Regions from separate parts of the Triticum aestivum genome. Here region 2 is linked to region 1. A link is a contact called in public Hi-C data. All regions are on one chromosome and are shown on one strand. The core of a region is the stretch at or near the end of the contact, and the rest is flanking DNA. Distances in the headings are between cores, read along the strand shown.

What was found. A called contact is a pair of places that touch in the nucleus more often than the background predicts.
Region 2: a Hi-C map of leaf shows a contact between it and region 1, with 6 times the contacts expected there. The contact joins the promoter of LOC123098530 here to the promoter of LOC123098528 in region 1. A contact is called at or near these places in 2 of 5 Hi-C or Micro-C datasets (both in leaf) and 1 of 1 datasets of contacts at active chromatin or transcription factors (leaf).

The regions. Positions count from the first base shown.
Region 1 is chr4D:450,516,392-450,523,215 of IWGSC CS RefSeq v2.1, reverse strand. LOC123098528 (protein CHROMATIN REMODELING 35) reads right to left here and starts at 5,211. Exons shown (of 7, transcript XM_044520559.1): 1 at 5,038-5,211; 2 at 3,484-4,072; 3 at 3,096-3,185; 4 at 2,361-2,594; 5 at 1,656-1,823; 6 at 1-1,185. The coding sequence starts at 4,071. LOC123098526 reads left to right here and starts at 6,356. Exons shown (of 4, transcript XR_006447807.1): 1 at 6,356-6,824.
Region 2 is chr4D:450,693,606-450,699,790 of IWGSC CS RefSeq v2.1, reverse strand. LOC123098530 (40S ribosomal protein S27) reads right to left here and starts at 3,821. Exons shown (of 4, transcript XM_044520561.1): 1 at 3,676-3,821; 2 at 3,439-3,540; 3 at 3,300-3,328; 4 at 2,474-2,763. The coding sequence starts at 3,678. The coding sequence ends at 2,637.

The DNA of each region.
Region 1 (6,824 bases), core at 3,962-6,461:
AACCTTGATATCAATTCCACTTTTTATGATGGAATCAATCTTCTGAACAGCAATATCTCGATTTTTCCCTTCAACGTTTTGAATATTCTTTAAGCACGGATGAAGATAAACAGCGCTGCATGCTGTTTTCCTGCTAAAATTATCTAGTCTTACCAAACTCCTAAGGATCTTTTCCTGCTCGGTACTCATATTCAGAAAAACGGTGAAGTCCACAAGTCCGGGTAGTTCCTCCAAAAGCTCACCTTTATAATAGTGCAGCACATTCGCGGTTAGTTCGCGTAGATTCTGGATGATCATTACTCTCATTTTATCATCTGCATCCTTTTTAAGGTTTCCTTCAACCACATCATAGAAGTACTTATCTGAAGTGTACTTTGACCGTGCACTCTTCCCCAACATGTCAACCTTGCTTAGTATGCGCTTCACTATTGCACGAGGTTTCTCCATCTTCAGGAATTTTGGCCGCACAAGGTTCAGAATGTTGAAGACCTCTCTTACATGATTCTGAAACAATGTTCCTGAGAGAACCACTTTTCTAGGAGTTCTTATACTTCCAAGTGCAGTGAGTAAGTCAGTTTGCTCATTTCTCGGAGTGTGGCCTTCATCTAGAATGACAAGGCTTGGGACCTTCAACAACTTATCTCGGCACATGACAGCTTCTATTTTATAAGTATTCCTGTCAGATACTATGCATGCAAATTGATGATACCCTAGCAGCAATATGCTTCTCTTTTCTTCCCACAAGTTCAAAACCTTGAGTTGTTCAGACCGGTTATTAGCTTTGGAGGAATAGAAGTCAAACAAGGGTATGGGCATGTCCTTAATTTGCCAATGGACAAATTCTGCTCTCCATGTTGCCAGAATGCCCTTTGGAAGGATAATCAATGGCCTTCCTGCAGGGTATCTGGCCAGGAAGCTTTGAACAAAGCTAATTAGCATAAAAGTCTTTCCAGAACCTGGTGCATGTGCTAGAATACAACCTCCAGGGTTGTTCTCATCTGCCAGGTTCTTGACCAAGAAATTAAAGCCTTCCACTTGGTGAGGTTTCATCTGTTCTGAATGCTGAGAGTGGATTGAGAGAGCACCAGGGACAAGTTGAAGAATATTTCCTGAAGGACTGGTAGTTGCCTCCAGCTCATTGTAGTTTCTGGGTTCTGGCGCATAAGTTCTGTGGGATTGCTTACGCTGATGCAACAAAGAGGAAATGAGAGATGTGGCTCCGCCAATATGGAAACAGAAGTGAATTGCTTTTTTTCAAAATCTACATCTTAACATTTGGGGTTGGGATAGGATTTACTTGGTTTATTTGAACTATATCCCAGTAAAATCCTCATTCAAACAGAACTAAGCAATGACTTGATTGACATTTGTTAAAAGCTAAAACACATGCAATGGGTGTTCGTATAGGGCATTTGTTTGATCTTTTTTTTTGCGCGCACGGGGGGGGGGGGGGGGGGGGGGGGCATTTGTTTGATCTATCAATCATTAATGACAAATAACCGATGAAGAAAGTTTATAAACGATAACATACAGACTAATCAATGAGTTGATTGACAGGACACTATTTACCAGTTAATGTTATTTGAATCTTTTAATAATTATCTCAGAGCATTCAAGAAAATAAATTGGACTAATTTGGATCAGAAACTCCGTACCTTTTTCCAGTTTATCTCAAAAATATTCTCGATACGTTGCTGGATCAAACCACAAACACGACATACAATGCCCAAGTCATCTTTCATCAGGAAGTCGTGATGACAATCATCCACTACTTCAGAATTATTCTTCTCCCACGGAACAATACTGTGATCGCTTCCAATGGTCTGGTTAGATTAAGTATGTTGGTCAGATTCATCAAGAAGCAAGTAATGGTAGACAAAAGAACAAAGCAAATGCGTAAAGGGGTAAAATTAAGAAAACAGTAGTATGATGATGGTAAAGCATTAAAGTATGTGTGTGAGAACGAAAAAGGACCAGAGGAAAATGCAAAACTAGCTGTTTCAAAACAACCAGCAAGATCATGTGCTCCTGCTCTAGACCTTCAAGTAATAAAATGCAAAATAGTGTCACATAACTGGCCTCGAGCATCATGTGGAAGACAACAACCACATTTTCCTTTTCTTTTTGATAAATATACACCAAGTAGATAGAGAAATGGTACTTTAACTATAGGCATGTACTACAAATACTATTTTCTATGTGGCATACTTGCTGAGAACCATTTCATCAGTGCAGACATGAAACCCATTATCAAGTAAGCAAGGCCCTGAGATCATGAAATATTGAAATCTATCCTGATATAAGAAACAGAGAAGAGAATATATCTAGAGACAATTGCAATGAGTTTATTAAACAGATACCTTTGAACATGCCAATGCAACCGACATTTCGTTCCAAAGGTCATCCAGGTCATCAACTGGATTGTCATTGTTATCATAGTGATTATAATGTCCATTTGCCGTTGAATCACTTTGTATGACCTCACAAGATATTTCACAAGAATCTGCAACAGATATATTGTTGTTCTCCATGTGTTGTTTACTTTGGACATCCTCACCTTCTCCTTCCCTTGTTTCTCTCTCCTTGTCACGACTCTGTTGAAATGCAAGATAGTGAACATGACAGGGAGAAACGATTCCATTTACCAATCCAGATATTGAGATTAAAAAACAGTAGTATCTCTCATATAGTCATATCTGAACTAAATCAATCAGTTTTCATTTTTTGAAACTGAGTAGGCATATCTTCTGGAAAAAAGTTATGAAACTAAAATCAATTTTGTTTGTAACTAAACAGAGCAAAAGCGGGATATTCAAAAAAATTAAAACATATTCCTGTAAAAAGCACATATCAGAAATTTACTTCAGGGACATCATTGAGTAACTTGAGTTGAATCAAGTGCAATATAACAATATCTTACTAGGACATGCAGTCCTTCGGGAAGGACTTTTGATGTTATTGAGAGTATGATACTGATTAGCATCTAGGCATAAATATGAACATACTCAGTGATTACCAGTAGTTCTCTAATCAAACTATATAGGAAAAAAGCAGCAATATTGACTAACATTTCCAGAGTTAATATCGAAGCAGACCTCGGCGTAAATGTTTATGTCATTCTGTCCTTGCTTGATCAGTTGTGGCTCTGAAGTACTATGGCCATCAAATAAAGCAATTTCCTTGGGCTTGAAATATAGATGGAAGCTAGTCAGTAATAAGTAATTTCAGCACAATGCAATTTATCATGCCAGCATAAGTTTAGACAAACTTGATACTGTTAAGCAGTTTAGACAAAATAAATAATGAGACAATTGTGCATAAAAAGATGACCTATGGGTTTAAAGATCACATAAGCTATTTGTGAGCATGGGAATGAATGATGTCTATTTCCCTCCTCTCTTATTCATGCAGTTAAAAAATGCAGAATTATGCATTATATTAGATGCATTAAGAAACAGAAGATATATGATGAATTGAATGCACCTCATTGTCAATGTCCATGCTGTCCTTTCCTGGCTCAACTACAAGTTGAGCTTCAGAACTGATGTCCCGGTATTGACAAGGCTGCTCAGCCAACATGCATTCTTGGATAAAATCGGTATTTTGCTTAGAATCAGATAAATTTCCATATACAAAGGATTTAACCATGTCCTCATCATCAGAATCAAGTAAGCAAACTGTTTCCTGAGCCCCAGTATTGTCCATGGTACCATGGGTATCATCTCCAACATTGTACGGATCCAATTCGACAATATTATCAGAACTAATGTTGTTGCCACTTTGTGCTTCATCATGTAGTGTCGCATTTGATAAGTTGAGAGCTGCACTGGCATAGGGCAATTTGATAGGTACAAGTTGCAGATTTTCAAGGGTGCTGATAAGTTCATGCCTCTTTTTATTGATTGCCTTGTAATCTTCAGTGACACTCCCGTACTTCAACTCATTGAAACCTTTGAGAAATCTAAGGCGTACAGATCTGTTATGACTGATGATGGTTGACAGGGACTGGGTGCTCGGCAAGCTGTCGTGCCCGATTTCATGCTTCTGCCTTTTGCAGTTAGTAGGATCCATCCTGAAGAAGAGAACAAAAAATACTCAATATATTGGGGCATTTAATGCAAGTATGCTCAAAATAACAAAAGACAGGAACTGGTGGAGAAGATAGCTTTTAATTGCCCTTCAACTAGTGTATAGAGCACACTGAAAACACCATTTGTGAGCTTTCACCCTTGCATATACATGCAAACACCATGACCGAACAGATGGCAACATTTAATTGTGGGCATAACTACTACTACTGGTAAAAATAACATTTTTCTGTAAATTCAGGAAACAGATCAACGATTTCATCACAAATTAAGTACCAACATTCATGTTAACCATTCTAACCCCACTGATATCTGCAATTTTGCACAACACTGTCATAACGGAAATACTCGCTCTTTTGGTCGTTTATTTTCTGAAATGAATTGATGAACGACCTCAGAAAATAATTGATTTCAGGAATATTAGAACTGCAATTTCAAATGATTTCAGAAAATAAATCGTTTTTAGGTCCTTCAGAAAATAACCACCACCAGGGATGAAAAGCTCAGCGAATCCAACCATCTCAACCTTAGGAAACATCAAGTGGACTATCATCGAAAATGCACAGCAAATCCAGCAAGCAAACGGAGGATAAGATCGTCACAAAATTTGTCTGCTCGGTGAACAACTACTACACCAAACCGAGCTACCATCCAGAGCCCAATATTAATTGATGCGATTTCTTACTTCTGACCTCAATAAACCAGTCGATTTAGACCTAAAAACTACAAAACCCTCCGGTATGACAGACAAGGTCAGTAAAATGATCCTACCAGAACAAAAGAGACATTGATCGGTCCCCGCTGGCGTGGTCCAAAAACGCCAAACCCCACGAACTGAACAGAGCGAAGGGGTGGGGGTGGTGCCCCCAACCCCAAGCCGCGGCCAGAACAGCAACCAGAGCAGCGACAACTTGGCTGAAAAACAGGAAGGAAGCAGAGCAAACCGTACCACGGAGGAGCGGAGGAAGACGATGCAGGCCGGGGATTGCTTGGGGGGAGCTCGAATCCTGCGCTTGGGCTAGAGAGCGGTGACCCCTCCGATGTTCTTGCAGCAAAGAAGTGGAAGCGTTGGGTGTTGGACGCTTCAGGTGGCCTGCACGCGAATCGTTCCAGGCAGCTTTGATTCGTCAATGACATTCGTGGCCCACACCGAGCTGCTCGCTAGGATAAACGCAGTTGCCTGTTTTTTAACCCAACCAACCAAGTAGTAGGGCGAATCCTATTTGACGCTCGCGTGCGTCCGACTGCAGCCCTTTCGCTGAAGCGCCCGAGCGAGCAGCGCGAAACGGGCCGGCCCACATTGAGCGTTGAAGCGCAAACCGGTTTTGGGAACCTTCTAGAGGGTTCCCTCAACCGGTTTTTTTTTTCCTTTTACTGGTTTTTCTCTTTTTTTCTGTTTATTTTTTATTTTTTTGTTTCTTTTTCTCCTGATTCTTTTTCTATAACTTTTATTTTTCCTTTTACTTCCTTTTATCCTTTTTAGGTTTTTTTTATTATTATTAGTTTTCAAAAATGTTCAAAATTCCAAATTTGCTTCACAGTTTTGAAAAAAAATCACAATTCAACAATTGTTCAACGTATATTACAAAAATGTTCAACGTATAATTCAAAATTGTTCATGATATATCACCAAAATGTTCAATGTCTATTTAAATATTGTTCAGCTTATATCACAAAAAAGTTCAATGTGTAGTTCAAAAAATGTTCACCCTTTATGAATAAAAAATGTTTTAATGTATATTTAATAAAATTTTCAGCGTATATCACAAAAATATGTGTATTTTAAAATTGTTCAGCATATATCAAGAATTTCGATGTGTATTTAAATTGTTCGTAGTATTACAAAAATGTTCAATGGTCGAAAAGTTTCAGTTTTTTCTGGATCTGCCAACGCGTGAGTTCATATAAGTTTGCGGGCCCACTAACCACGAAGACTTGGCAGCTCAACTGGTTGAGAACGCTGACCTGCTATCGCCTGGTTACGAGTTCGAATCCTCGTGTGATCTTTGTTTTTCTTTTATTTTTAGTACCGTCTTTGCCATGATGCCATCGAATGGGCCGGCCCGTTTAGATCGCGCCTGCGCGGAAGCTCGTCCTTTTGACGCTAGCGAGCGTCAGCTAAGGACTCCCAATCTCTACTCCTAACGTGTCTAGTCTTCGTTTCGGGTTTATTTTTTGTCCCACTATTTTCGTCCGGTTTTTTTCGTTGGTTTTTTTCCTCGGTTTTCTCGTCCCTTCCCCGCACATAGCAAAAAAACAGCCAGCAGATCCTCATCCCCCTCGGCCCCCGCGTCGCCTACCCCAGGCGACACAGGCGGCAGCCCCCAACCGCACCGCCGCCGGCTCCCCTCCTCCAGCTACCCCCCTCGCCGCCGCCGGAGGCCACCACCGGGCGAAGCCCGCGCCGTGGCGGCGGCGGCGGGGTCTCCCTCCGTGGCGTTGATCCCCTCGCGCGGGGCCCCGCGGCTGGCAGCCGCCTCCTGATGGTTCGTCGGCGCCCCTCCCGGCGGCCTGGCGGCCGCGGCGCTTCTCCTGGTAGCGGATCCGGTGCCCCCCCCCCCCCCCCCGCGCCCCATGGTGGCCGTCCCGGCGGCGTCCGTCCGGCGTCAGATCTGGCGCCGCCTCCGCAGTCCCTCCCCGCCGTCGTCACCGGTGCTACCTTGGCGCGGCGCGTCCCCCTTTCTCTCCCCCGCCCTCCCCTGCGCTCCATCTCGCCTGGCTACCCCCCTGCCCCTG
Region 2 (6,185 bases), core at 2,572-5,071, 180 kb before region 1:
GTACTCTAAAATATGTATACATACATCCATATATTGTAGTCCATTTAAAACGTTTAAAAAAGACTTAGGGCCAGTTCTTTTGGCAGCTTAAAAAATAAGCCGCCTCCTCCCTAGCTCATCTCATAAGCCGCCTCTCTTATTAATTGAAGCTTCTAAACTAGTTAAGAGATAACTAATTCAGAAATCTCAACAAATTTTATGAGCGGCTTATTTTTTAAGCCCTCCAAAAAACCTAGCCCTTATATTTAGGAACGCAGGGAGTAGAAGTTAAGTTCACAACGCTGGACCAAGAAAAGAGATGCTGGCAACTACTGGAGGGTTTCTCCAAACGCTAGAGTGGATCCCCAAAACTGGTATCTCTCGCGTGCCTTAATTTGGTTCACTCCACCTTTTATGAACTGAGATCTGGTGACTTGCTATGAGTGAGTCACCAGTGAACAGTACGGTGGCTTATCCCTCATTTTGAATCGTCCGATCAAGGATCAACGCCCGGATTGAGATGAACAGGGAGATATCCACAGTACACGTCTACAGTACCCCGTCCTACAGTGCTTGCTGAACAGGGACATCGTGAACAGTGCCTTATTGCCGCAGTACTCGCTGTGGGCAAGTTACCTGATCTCTGTCTATAGCTGCCCCTATGTGGGCTCAACTCTTGAGGCCCAAGTGGATTTCAATTCCTGTAATCCTCGAGTGTGTGACCCTACAGGATCATGGTGACTTCGACACGAGGAGTATTCCGAGTAATTCTTTTCCTAAATGATAACGTCCACACGTGTGACATGTTTGCACATCGCTCATACGCCTTAATTCATGTTGATTCTGTTTTGCACGAATCCTAAAGGAATCTGTTAGAATCTGAGTGCCACGTGGGCATCATCATGTGTGTGGGTGTTGGAGAGTTCGCCCACATGGCCCGCAGCACGCGGTTTGCTAGCTGCGCTGTGTGGGCGAACTAGTTTCTGCCCACACAGCCACCACCTAGTCCACGCGCGTGTGGGCGAACTGCTTTTCACCCACACGACACTGTACGTTTTTGGATAGCAACTGCAGTTGCGCGTACATGGCAACTAGGTAAACACACATGGCAACTATGATTCGTTGTTAGACGTCAACTGTAATTGCGCGTACATGGCAACCAGATAAAACACACATGGCAACTGTGATTAACCACACATTACAACTACGGTTGGACCCCACGTGGCAACTAGGTAAACACACATGGCAACTATTGTTTGACCATATGTGACAAATAGTTAATCATACATGGCAACTATGTTTTGATTACACGCGACAACTACCATAAATTAGACTGGCAACTATAGTTAACCAAAACAGAGAGAGTTGCCATGCTTTTACAACTACATTTGTCATCGCAGACAACTATATCTGCCATCCCGGATGACAACTAAATCGTCATCCCGCGAGTACCTAACGTAGCTGGGTCAAAACGTATATGGGATGTTTGCTTCATGCCACACGCGCGGGGTAGGGATGAGTAGTATTTATTGAGCATGTGGCACGAAGTAGTTGCGCCCACACGTGTGAACAATTCTAATGTCCGTCCACATACAGCCCATGTGGGCTGCCTCCTGCTCACGCCACACACGGTGTGTGGACAGATGTCTAATATGTCACACGTGTACGTTATCAGGACCCGTTCTTTTTTTAGAGATATTCCGAGTAATTCTTACCTGACCTGGTAGCAAAATAACTCAATACTGGTTGCTGCTCTAGCGCCCACTTCATCAACTCACACCAGGCTAACTCAAACTCGCCCAATAACAGGTAACGACCTCTAACAAGACATGCCAGTTCCAAGACCCACAAAATCGTTCAGAATACCCTTGCCAAATGATATACTTTGTCATAGCCCAAGACGAGAAATGTTGGGTGGCTTCCTCCTTGAATTAGCTCCCTGATTTGCACGACCATGATCACTCGAGAGAGCCTGGAGATACATCTCCAAGTTAGAGGGGCAAGATCCTGTCTTGATCCGCTAGGGCTTGCAGCTGGACACGCAACACGCCCACAAGACACCTCCAGCTACATCCATCAGATTGACATCTCCATGTCCATGACCTATGATCCTGGCCATTTGTTTGTAGACATACCTCAGTGAATAGGGACAGTAGCCATGCACTACTCTTGGATGGCACGGAGTTCAGTCGGGTGTGCAGGTAGAAAAGCCACAGGAAAATCTCTAATGTTATGTGGCAGTCTAGTGCGTGCTGCTGAAGGATTGCTGCACATATGCTCACGCTTCGTTGCTCATCTTCCTCACCTTCTAGGTTAAGGACAGATAAATGAGAACATTTGGTCCAGACACAGGATATGACAATGCATATATACCAAACACTGAACACTGTCAAGAAAATGCAGCAGGCTATCACTACTACATAACAAAAACTAAATCCTCAAAACCAAACTCAGAGACCACCAGGCAGCCAGACAAACAGAAGAACCAACAACAGGCAAATCAAAAGTGCATGACATAGAACACGTTGCTACAACGTTCAGGCTGGCAAATGGGCAAGCATAATTAACAAAATTTGACCAGTACACATCGGGGATAACTAGTTACTTGAAAAGTAAGGTTCGGCTGGGCTTCATTTTCACATAAACAGGAGTGTAGCTTAGTCGCCCTTCCGGCGGAAGGAGCATCCCTCGGTGAGCCTCGCCTTTCCTCCGGTGGGTTGGCAAAGCACCGTCTGGCAGCCAGGGCACACCACCACGGTCTGAGAGTGGCTGAACACAGTCGTTCTGCAATCAAGGCAATACAGAGTCAGATATATGATACGTGAATGAAGAGCAAACTTCAGTCATAATGAATAAACTTAATTGGTTGATGCATAGATGTAATTCAAGTCAGGGCCAGGCAAACAACATGATACTGAAGGAGGCAACTTGGAATGAACATTTATAACTACACACACAATAACTACTTTAGTGTTCTAAATGCTCTTATATTAGTTTACAGAGGGAGTACATGGCAAATGAAGCAGAATAACTAGTCGTTCACGTTCAGTACCAACGGCAGCATTAGCACAGGCGGCAAGAGCACAACAGCGAACCACAACATAGTACAAGATGCACAGGTTGCTAAACCTACATATTTTCTCATATAGCAGGCAGTTCTTTGTGCATAAACCTAACTTTTAAGCCATTCTTAAAGCAACCTAAATCACTGATAGCATCTTTTTTAAATCAAGTACCCAAGTCAAGAATCCAATCCACCATCTTAATGTTACTGTATTATCTAGGAACACAAGACCAAAGAAGAGATCATAAGGTCTTACATGTTGAAGCAGCCCTGGCACTTGACATCCTGCACGCAAGGAACACAAAGACAAGCACACAATTAGGGGCCGAGCCAGGAGAGGAATCAAAGGAACGGGAACCCCCAGATCGATCCTACGTGATCTGATGCGCACGTACCATGAAGAAGGAGTTGGGGGACTGCACGAGGCGCTTCTTCTTGTGCTTGAGCTTCTCGAGCTCCGCCGGCGGGTTGAGGAGGTCGATGTCGTTCTGCAGCACCTGCTCCGTTCGATTCCCAACCGAGACAACAGACAGATTAGATCACAGGAGATGCGCAAGTCTCGGATCAAACGAGAGAGCAAACATTCGGAAAATATGGAAGGGGATCAAAGCCACGATGTATCCTCGCCGTACCATCTTGACGGGCGGCGGCGGCGGTCTTGGCGTGGGAGACGATGCGGGGAGGGGGTGGCGGCGGGGGAGAGGAGCGGAGGCGCTAGGGCTGGAGACCGTGGGCGTGGGGACTTCGTGGTGGCTTTATCAGTAGGCTCGGTGCATCTGGGGCGTCCATCCCGTTTGATCTGGCTTCGTACGGCGGTGCGGCCGTGCTGGGCTGGGCTGGGCTGGCCAGTAGGTATAGGGCCGATACGCATGTGTCGCGGTGGCCGTGGCGAAATCACTTAAGGGGTAGTTAGTGGATTCGTTATGCAATTATTTGTGCTAGGAACAGTATAGGTTTCCCTCTAGCTAGGGTTTACTCTCCTCTCGCCGCCATTGGCGACAGTTGAGAAACTACCTCTTCCTTCCCCTCGATCCGAGTTAAGATCCGCGGCCAGGTTTCCAAAACGGGTTGCGGGCTTGGCTCTTGGAGGGGTTTAGGGTTTGTTGGTGTTGCCATAGACACCGGAGATCGACCTGCATCAGTAGGCTGGCATTCATGGCGAGCGGCGGAAGTTCGTCGGGTTCAGGCAACAAAGGGAAAGGCAACTTGGAGGATCTGATGAAGGAACTGGCTTTGAAGGAAGACGACCTCGATGACGTGATCTTCGAGGATGAGGACGAGCCGGCAGAGGAGGCCCTCCGCTGGATGATTTTGGCCCGAGTCCATATGGATAAGGGTTTCAGCTCGTATTGGTTTTTCCGGAACATGAAAACTGCATGGGACCTAGCTCGGCCAGTCAAGATCAAAACCCTCGAGGAGAATCTCTTCCAGATGCAGTTTGACTGCTTGGGAGATTGGGAACGGGTCACGCAAGGGGGGCCATGGCACTTTAGGGGAAATCACGTGGTCATTGCCCCATATGATGGATATTCAAAGCCTTCCTCGACTGAGCTCTTTACGATTGAGATATGGGCGCGGATCATCGAGCTTCCAATAGCTTTCCATGGCAAGGTTAAGGCACTGGCCTCGAAGATTGGCGAGTTTGTGGATTCAGAGCCGTCCTCCCTTGATTTCGAAGGGAACTTTTACCGAGTCAGGGTTTGGCTGGATGTTCGTAACCCTCTGAAAAAAGCTATATCTCTGGTCCGTGGAGGCGAACGGCAAATTTTTGCTGTCAAGTATGAGCGCTTACCAGATTGGTGTCAGGTTTGCGGCATGATGGGACATGAGTTTAAGGAGCACGGGGACGGGGTTCACCCGCCTTCTGCCCTGGTCTTCAAAAACCTCCGTGCGCCGGCGACAACAGCTTGGGGGACCCGACGCAGGAGCAGGAATCAGAAAGCAAGGTACAATGAAAGCCAATCTGCTGCTGAAGCTGAACACGGCAAGGAGAAGATGCAGGAACATGAGGAGGTGGATATGGACGTGACTGAAGCAAACCGCAAAAGAACTTCTGAACAAGTTACGGGCTCACTGCAAGCTAAAACTGCAACGGGTATGGAGCTTGCCCTAGCTCCTAAACCTAGTGGGGAGGTGGTGCCTCTCAGCCCCCCGCCGAAACAGGACCCAAAGAGGTCCAGGCTGACAGCCCAGAATGAGAAGACAGGCAATGGCGGTGTGAAGAAAAGCCCCCCTGGAGGGAAAAACTCGGACGCGAGAATGGCGGCCTCCCCGGTGGAGGACCGTCGGACGCAATGAGTCTGCTCTGTTGGAATTGTCGGGGGATTGGCAGTGACTCAACAATTCAAGAACTGCGTGAATTCGCAAATAAGTTTGCCCCCAGAGTACTTTGTATAGTTCAAACCCAGCTCAGTGGGGAGAGAGTTGAAAATCTAAAAAGTACTTTAGGTTTTGATAGTTCTTTTGCTGTGGATGCCTCCGGTAGAAGTGGAGGTTTAGCTATGTTTTGGAATAATGAAATAAACATTGAGATTTTGGGCTACTCGAAGTATCATATTGATGGTAGAGTGACTGGCATAGGGGACCAGCCGTGGAGGCTTTCTTGTTTCTACGGGGAAGCACAGACCCATCTACATCATCCACACTTCAAGATTTGCCTTGGGTGTGTATAGGAGATTTTAATGAGGTCCTGAAGCATGATGAACACGATGGCATTGGCTCGAGGAGTCAGGCACAAATTCACGGTTTTAGAGATGCTGTGGATGTGTGTGGTATGGTCGATCTGGGCTTCAAAGGAACAAGATGGACATATGAGAAGAAAGTAACCGGCGGCTCATATACCCGTGTCAGGTTAGATAGAGCCTTGGGCTCGGTTGAGTGGTGTGGAATGTTTCCCTCAGCGGCTGTTGAACATCTCACGGCTGCTACATCTGATCACTCAGCCGTTCTGCTACATTTAGCACAAACAAGTGGGGGAGGAAAGAAAACGAAACAGTTTCGCTATGAGGTAATGTGGGATACTCATCCAGACCTCAAAACTGCAGTTCAGACGGGGTGGGAGGTCAACAGCCACAACCCGCGGGTGTGTGAGGTACGCGCGAACCTCGACGCGCTAGCCCGTAACCTGGGTGTATGGTCTAAG